Regions from separate parts of the Sus scrofa genome. Here all the other regions are linked to region 1. A link is a contact called in public HiChIP or PLAC-seq data. All regions are on one chromosome and are shown on one strand. Each heading gives the region's core, a stretch centred on a gene start, on an enhancer-like site or on the middle of the called end of the contact. The rest is flanking DNA. Distances are from core to core; before and after follow the strand shown.

Evidence for each region. HiChIP or PLAC-seq counts read pairs in DNA pulled down with a chosen protein or histone mark.
Region 2: a contact with region 1 is called in an H3K27ac HiChIP or PLAC-seq map of alveolar macrophages. The contact joins two enhancer-like sites. A contact is called at or near these places in 1 of 47 Hi-C or Micro-C datasets (epiblast stem cells) and 1 of 2 datasets of contacts at active chromatin or transcription factors (alveolar macrophages).
Region 3: an H3K27ac HiChIP or PLAC-seq map of alveolar macrophages shows a contact between it and region 1. The contact joins two enhancer-like sites. A contact is called at or near these places in 1 of 47 Hi-C or Micro-C datasets (embryonic fibroblasts) and 2 of 2 datasets of contacts at active chromatin or transcription factors (alveolar macrophages and skeletal muscle).

Annotation. Positions count from the first base shown.
Region 1 is chr15:15,440,000-15,442,715 of Sscrofa11.1, forward strand. The region is part of intron 7 of THSD7B (thrombospondin type-1 domain-containing protein 7B); the gene reads right to left. Among named protein-coding and RNA genes, the nearest start is that of THSD7B, 170 kb to the right of the region's middle. Within about 2 kb of position 1,397, at least 11 of the 83 cell types and tissues checked have an H3K27ac peak or open chromatin away from gene starts, as enhancers often do. A contact at or near this core is called in alveolar macrophages, where this site is marked.
Region 2 is chr15:15,621,668-15,624,383 of Sscrofa11.1, forward strand. No RefSeq gene overlaps it. Among named protein-coding and RNA genes, the nearest start is that of THSD7B, 12 kb to the left of the region's middle. Within about 2 kb of position 1,329, at least 3 of the 83 cell types and tissues checked have an H3K27ac peak or open chromatin away from gene starts, as enhancers often do. A contact at or near this core is called in alveolar macrophages, where this site is marked.
Region 3 is chr15:15,583,051-15,585,766 of Sscrofa11.1, forward strand. All of the region lies in intron 2 of THSD7B (thrombospondin type-1 domain-containing protein 7B), which reads right to left. Among named protein-coding and RNA genes, the nearest start is that of THSD7B, 26 kb to the right of the region's middle. Within about 2 kb of position 1,386, at least 1 of the 83 cell types and tissues checked has an H3K27ac peak or open chromatin away from gene starts, as enhancers often do. A contact at or near this core is called in alveolar macrophages, where this site is marked.

The DNA.
Region 1 (2,716 bases), core at 147-2,646:
TCCTCCCAACTGGAGGTCAACATCTGGATGTGAGGAGACATACCCAGTGTGCTCTAAGAGAGGTAGAGCCAGACACAGAGTCCTCTGGGGCCCAGGGTCTGCCCGGACAGGTGTCTGCTGCAGAGACCCCAGCATCGGCAATAGTTCCATCCCCTCCTTCCCCGTCCTCCTCCCCACCTCACCTAGGGCTGCTCAGAGAAGCAAGGGGGTGGCCACAAAGCTGGGAAGGGTAAATCCAACATCAGCCACAGTGCATTCTGGTCACCCCAAAGAATGATTTTGAGGGACTCACTAGGAGAAAGAGTCTAGTCGCTAAAGCATAGGTAGGCAAAACCTCCTGCCACTAAACCAAGCCTCAGCCATGAGCCCTGGCACCCCAGTAACTGTCGTGGCAAACTTCTGCTGCAGGGATTGCAGGTCTGCCCTAGTTATTTGCAAAGCAGGGATTGCCAGCTACAATGCTTTCTGACCCGGCTTTGGTGTTGTGTCATGACATACAGATGATCAGCCTGAAAGGATGGTACAGCTAACCAAGGACATCAGGGAACAGACTGAGAAAATTTATCCTGTTGAGCTGCCAACACGGTCATCTCCAGCTGGCTTTAAGGTGTCTCAATCAGTTGTCGCCAAAGACACATCAAACCCAGTAGCACTGAGGTGCTGTTTTTCATATGATCTCTTCTTAAGTTGAAGGAGCTGCAACAAAGGTATCATGCAGCATCACTGTGAAACTGTGCTGAGGATGACTCCAGTCATGAGCCCAGAGATCCCAGGCCCTTTGTCGCTCAAGGGACTTAGGCCAGCTGCCATGTGACATCAGTGTATTGATCAGTATCAAAGGCATCCCTCCTGGGGTGAGAGGACAACAGATCACTTAAATTCTCTCCATTCCAGCCTTTCTCTGTGCATCTGTACTTCCCACAGGCTCACAGAGCCACAAAGACAAGAGCCCATCATGGTCTGGGGGTACCACAATTTACTGCTGTTTCCTCAGCAATGTAACAATGATTCAACTTCAAAGAAAGTGAGAAAGCGTACCCCTTGCTGGTTCGTGTCGGCAAAGTGGAAGAAGCAAAGAAGGAAGAAGAGACAGTTGTGTAAGGCAAAGTGCCCCTAGTTCTGATTTAGTTAGTATCTGTCACAGTGATTTACAGAGGGGCTGTTCCTGCATCATTTTCACTCCAATAATGAGCCATTTATGGGAGATTCCATTGTACTTGCCTGTTTTATTGCTGCACAACCCAGAAAAAAGATTCATGTAACATTCTCTCTATAGAAGATTTCCCTCTACATCTGGGACAAAAAAACCTAAGATTTCCTTCCCACTGGGGCACGGACTTCAGCCATGAATTGTAGTGGGTCAGCCTTACCACCAGAGGGAGCCCTGTGGTCACTTTTCCTTCTCCCTTGGCTCTAGGTTGGCGTCCCTCCTGAGTTTGGACAGAACTGAGTGTCAAGTGCATCACACAAATTAATACTAAGAGTTTTTTGTTTTTTTGTTTTCTTAAGAATGCCTCTTGGGATGATGTCAGTCTCTCGCCCTACATAATTATTTTGCTTTGGGCGATGTCCTTTGACCCAAGCTATTGTGTACCCTAACGGAGGGATAATTCTCTGAACATTGTGCTTTCATTCGGACAGCTGTTCATGTTTGCAAACCACTTATTTCAAAACAACACAGTATTCAAATCTCCATGACTCCAGCAGGGGAAAGGGGAGAGAACTCTCTTACCAGCCAAATCATGCTGGTAGCTTTGACATGATGGTCCTCGGTTTGCCACCCCAAAGGTCCAATCCCCACCAATATCCTACCTGCTTTTCTATCACTGGTCTTCCCAGCCACCTTCTTCTAAAGGGAAGATAATGGTGACTAACACCCTGGGTCACAGAGAGCTTTCAGCTGCCTTAAGGGTATGAACAGGTTTGGCATTTCTGTGATAAAAAATATCAATTCATTACAAGCTGGGTGACTGCAGCCCTAATGGTTGATGGCCATAGACCTGAACTTTCTCTGTTTACTGGTCGATCAGAATGGATGACTGTCCCTCTTCTTTTCTCATCTAGCATTTTCCTCTCTGAGCTCTCTCTGAAGCCACCCAAGTCACAATAGCATCTGTTGGATAATGTGCTCACACATAATCCTTTCTCTTTTTCAACGTATTTTCACTGCATTGTCACCCTGGCATCTCATAATACAAAGCTGAGGTGAGGCGAGAAGGAACTGATGAATTTTCCAATTCTCCCAGGCAACATCATCAGTTGGTTTGTTCTGTGTTCCCATGTGCTGCCCATCTCTTTATGGTCGATGTTTTTGCTGTCTTGTAACTGCTCCTTTACCAAGTTCTACCACTGTGCGTTCCCCTCCTCCGGAGGGACCAGATCTCTCTGACTAGCTTTCTGTCCCCAAAGCTTTGCAAAGTTCTTGACATACAATATTCAATAAATATTCATTTGAAATATGACACCCGTTTGACAAATAGGGTCATCAGGTCACCCAGAAGGGCCCAGGGGACCATGTGCTACATCCACTGCCTGAAGCATGTAAAGGAAAGGACGTGGGAGAGCACATGTTCGGTCCAACTGGAAGAACAAACCGTTTACAAGAAAAGACGTATTGGATTCTGACTTTAGAACAGGCATCCTGATAAATGCCAAAGACTGAATAATAAGACACGATCCAAGTCCTAGATTCCCATCCAGTGACCAGGGGGGCCCT
Region 2 (2,716 bases), core at 79-2,578, 180 kb after region 1:
AACCCACTGAGCAAGGCCAGGGATCGAACCCGCAACCTCATGGTTCCTAGTCGGATTCATTAACCACTGTGCCACACGGGAACTCCACATCAAGACCTTTTAAATGCACTTATCATTTTAATTTTCCTTTCATAGACTCTTCTATATGGTGACAAGATCCTCTAGGTTATATCATTCTTACAGCCCATACTCACGGAGAAAAGTCCCTCTTTCTGTTTAGTTATAAGTACCAGGAAGAATTCAGATTATACCCAGTGGAGTCACAAGTTCATCCTGGAACTAATAATGCAGCTAGGGAAAGTGGTTCTCTGATCAGAGGGCCTGGTTATATGCCCTACTCTGGAAGAAAGGTAGAGGTCACTTTTCTTCCCAAACTGGAACAGGTTCTCTATGAAAAACAAGTTTTAATTGTTAAAAGAAATGGTGAAGGGAATCCATGTTGGGCAAAACCTCTAGCTGCCACAGTTCACTAGCAAGAAAAGATTCAACTTCCTTTCATATGTTCTGAGGTCTGAATCTACAGATTTCTCCCTCCTTCAGCCTGCGTCTGGGGCTTTTGGGGATGCAACCCTAAGGGCCAAAGCACCTTCAGGCAAACCTCTTTTCAATCCCCTCCCAGCCCTAGACTTGTCCCCACAGATTCCCAAACGGGGCTCTTCGCTTGGTGCATTGCAATGCTGATGTTGTACAGTGGAGAGGAGTGTCATCCTTCCAGCCCCTGGAGACCAGGCCCGACAACTCCTAAACTCCTCTGTCCTACTCACGCCTGCACTCCATTCCCCAGCTTCCTGCTCTGGGTGTATTTGTTCCCTACACTGATGCCATTTTTCAGCCTTTTATAAATGGGCCTGCCCCTGTTACATGCCAAATGAAAAATCTAAGAGTACTAGCACATCAATCATGGTCTGGCGATAGGGGTGAAAGATGAACTCAATTCTCACTCATCATCACAAAATCGGTAATGTGTACAGAGAAGTCAGGCCCACTTATGAGAGGCTATGATCTGTAACAAACTAAATAACACATTTCTAAGTGCTCTTGCAGGGCCACCAAGAGGGGAGCAGAGCCATCTGAGACCACATCAGCACTGGGTTCTCTTCCTCATGTGTGGATTCTGATAACCACAGTAACACTTAGTTCTTGAATTGCACAACATTTTAATGGAGAAAAGCGGGGCTTAATTTTACATTCAGTGCAATGGTGCAAGAGACTTCGAAGTTACTTCAAATCTCTGATGCAATCTCTGACAAAGAAACTCCTTATCAGGGTTTACAATCCTGGCCCAGCGAGTTCAAAAGGATGGTACAGAACATTCTATTCAATGGCTGCAAACTGTCAGTTCCTCAGCATTATGATTCACAGACACGTTGCGTCGAGTTTGTGTAGTGCTTACAAATAAGAAATTTCACCTTTAAAAGAATTTCAAGAGTCGGGGGTTCCCCTCGTGGCGCAGCAGAAATGAATCTGACTAGGAACCATGAGGCTGCGGGTTCGATCCCTGGCCTCGCTCAGTGGGTTAAGGACCCAGTGTTGCCATGAGCTGTAGTGTAGATCACAGATGCGGTTCAGATCTGGTATTGCTGTGGCTCTGGTGTAGGCTGGTGGCTACAGCTCCAATTAGACCCCTAGCCTGGGAACCTCTATATGCTGTGGGTGCAGCCCTAAAAAAAATTAAAAAAAAAAAAAAGACAAAAAAAAAATTTTAAGTCCTCACTTATCTTGAAAGTCAAAAGATCAGACAAATTAGGCACATAATCCATCATGGTAGCCATCAGCTGAGACAGAAGGTGAAGCTGCTCCAATACAGGCAGATGGAAACTCACTAGTTCTCCACAGTCCTCATCACTCCTTATTGCCTTCCATCTACATCATCGCCTGTCCCCTTCATAGGCATTTACTCCTGCAGCTTCTGACTGCATAGACCCTTCCTGTCACAGCAGATTCTAAAGAGACCCCAAATGGTGGAATGACTTGCCCAATTCAGACTGAAACACTGTTCATTGTTGTGGTTACTATTTTTAATAATATGCTGGCTTTTCTTTCACTTAAAAAAATTATCATACAGTAAAGCTGACTTTTTTAAATACAGTTCTATGAATTTTAACACATATATAGATTCAGGTAAACTCTACCAAATGAGGGCATTGAATGGTATCATCACTCCAAAGAAACTGTCTCATTCTGCCCCTTTATTGCCACTCCTTCCTGCCACTCCTAACCCGTGGCAACCACTGATCTGTTCTCTACCACAATAGTTTTGTCTTTCAAGCCTATAAGAAAAGTAGATCCATATGTTATGTATTCTTTAATACATGCTTCTTAGATGTGGCATAGTGATAATGCCTGTGAGAGTAATTTATGATTCGTTCTTGTTTATTCCCAAGGGGTGTTCTGCTTTATAGATGTACCACGGTTTGTTTATGGATGGAGATTTTTTTTTTTTAAACTATGCTCACAGCATGTGGAAATTCCCGGGCCGGGTATCAAACTCACACCATAGCAGCAACCCAAGCCACTGCAGTGACAATGCAGATCCTTAATCCACTGTACCACAAGGGAACTCCACAGATTGAAATTTTTTTATTCCAAGTTAGAAGGGTTTTTTGAGAGGTTGGGCACTAGGGCGCTGGCTCAAACTAACTTGTGAGAGCCTAGTGCTAACTTTTCAGAAATTGTGCCAGTCAGTTGTGAAACACAGCCATTTAAAAGTTAAATT
Region 3 (2,716 bases), core at 136-2,635, 140 kb after region 1:
CCTTCCCTATTCACAGCAGCCATGTTTAAGCTTGCACACGGTCTAAACCAAGAATGCGCCAGATGACTGTATAAGGCAGTTGTCCTATCCTTCAAAACCCACTTTGAAACTTACTGGCCAATTGTACCCCAAGGATTCCAATGAGGCCCACCTGGAATTGTGGGGAGGATCAAGAAAGTGCAGGCCCAAAAGCACTGTAAACTAGAAAACACTTTATAATGTACTACAACAATGGCCATCTCCTATCCAACTCTTAACAACTCTGAGGTTTGTTTGCTAGTTTGTTTTGGCGGTGGCATGAAAAGAAAAGATACTATCAGTGAAGCTGTGTAAATAACTTTAAAATTTCGAAAGCATTAAAAAATCCTGGAATATTCACTCCTTTTGTGTCTCCAGCACCAAGAGAAGAAACTAGTTTCAGAGAAGGAGTGGGATGAAAATTATGAGCACAATTTGAAGCAAGTAGTCCAGAGGAATGGATATGGGCATCTGAAATATAGTGATGGGCAGAGGTACTCAAAGCCTAGAGAATGGTCAAATTCTGCTCTGAATTTAAAAGAAGGAGAAGAGGAGGAGGAGGAAGGGGGGAGAAGAAAGAAGAAAAAGTAGATACTATAAACAGATCTCAAATCCAAACATTAATTTTGGGCAAGAATTGAGAACCAATTATAAGAACAATTGCTAACATATACCGGTTTGCCATACGCCAAATGCTAAGTATTTTCCATATATGAATTCACTTATGCCTTTGTGAGAACTCTATGATAAGAACTTAAATGAGTTAATAATGTATAGTTCGTAGAACAGCACCTGACACACAGTAAGTTCTCAACACACTGACATTATTATTATTAGCTTCATTTTCTAGGTGTGGAAACTGAGGTCAGAGAAGTGAATTGATTTGCCTAAATTTACTTAGTGAATTTAAGTGGTAGAGCTGAGCTGCCTGATTTTGAAGACTGGGAGAAAAACAACTCCAAGAACCCCTCTGTATTTAAATGTGTACCATTCTTTGAATGACTAATTCAATTCAACAAACATTTTGTAAGTTTCTGCTTGAGAAAGACTCCAAGTTCCAGGAGAAAGGGGATCTGGGTTTTATCCTTACTATCTTTGTATATAACTGACTGTTCTCTCTATAACTAGATGAACTGACTGTTCAGGCATTTGGAAGAATAAGAATTAAGACACAGTAGTACAGATGCTCACAGGTCCGTGGAAAAGGCACTGGCTTAAATAACCTAATGCCTGCCTGGCTGAGATGTACAGTACAACAGAAGGATGTGTTGGGAGGAACAGAAAAAATGAGAAACTATGGATCAGGGAGAAGTGATTTGAGAGAGCTGTCTATCTCAGAGAGTCAATGTTAGGAAGCTCTGAATCATAACCCTGGCAGGGAGGAGGCAGATGCCCTCTTGGTATAATAAGGCCAGGGCTATTATGAGGGTTATTAGTCCACTACAAATAGGGTTAAGGTTTTGTTGATAGGAAGAATACGAACTTCTCCTGTTGACCAGATGGGGGCTTTTGAGAAGAATTAATCCTAGAGGTTGTAAACTGTGTTTCAGTTTTTCGTTTGTTTGTTTGTTTTTGCTTTTTAGGGCCACACCTGCAGCATATGGAAGTTCCCAGGCTAGGGTTCTAATCAGTGCTGCAGCTGCCAGCCTATGCCACAGCCATAGCAACAGGAGATCTGAGCTACATTTGAGAGCTACACCGCAGCTCATGGCAACTCTGGATCCCCAACCCACAGAGCGAGGTCAGGGATTGAAACCACATCCTCATGGATACTAGTTGGGTTTGTTACTGCTGAGCCAAGACGGGAACTCCAGTGTTTCAGAACTTATATTTTGGGAGAAAGCCAACCCAGTCTGGAGTTAAAGCCCCATCATATTCCCACCCCCCCAAATCCTCCAGACCAGATCTCACCCTTGTTCAGCACCAGGGATTGAGGTGTCTAGAACAGGGATACAATGCCCTGTCTCCTCTGCCACCACCACCTCCCTCCCCACCCCAACTTGACCCCACAGAACTGTGGGAAAATCATATTTTAAGGAAATAAAAGGAAGAAAGCTGGGAGATTCAGTAAGCACTCCAAGCAGGAAGTCTTCCTGAGAGAGACTGATGGCCCACGCTGAGGGGACGTGATGTGGGGCCTCAACAGCACCCGTACAGGAGCAGTTATAATACCTCATTCTTAAGGACACTGGAGACATCAAGCGAGCTACTGCATAGCTGCCCAATTGTTGTTGTTGAACATAGCTACTGCAACCAAAACCATTTGGAAAGACATATTACATCTCACATGATAATAGCCAACCCAGTTCCTGTCTCTCTAATTTCCTATATAGAGAGGACAGTCCCTGACCTCAAGGGCCTTGCAACCTTGATAGGGAGATAAGGCTTGGGTACATGTGGCAATACAGGACCAGTGCCCCATGTTAAGTAATGATACTCTTACATAATTACCAGTAAGTGTTCTAATGTGCTTTTATTTACTAGGCACTATCATAAGGACTATAAGTGTGTGTGTGTGTGTGTGTGTGTGTGTGTGTGTGTGTGTTCGTTCAAGAGCCCAGTATGTTAGATACCCAATAACGGTAGTACCATTTTACCAATGAAGAAACTGAGGCACAAAGAGGTTATGTGACCTGCCCAGAGGCCACATGCTTAACCTCCATACTGCTAGTAACACTGATAGTGTTCCACGTTATTT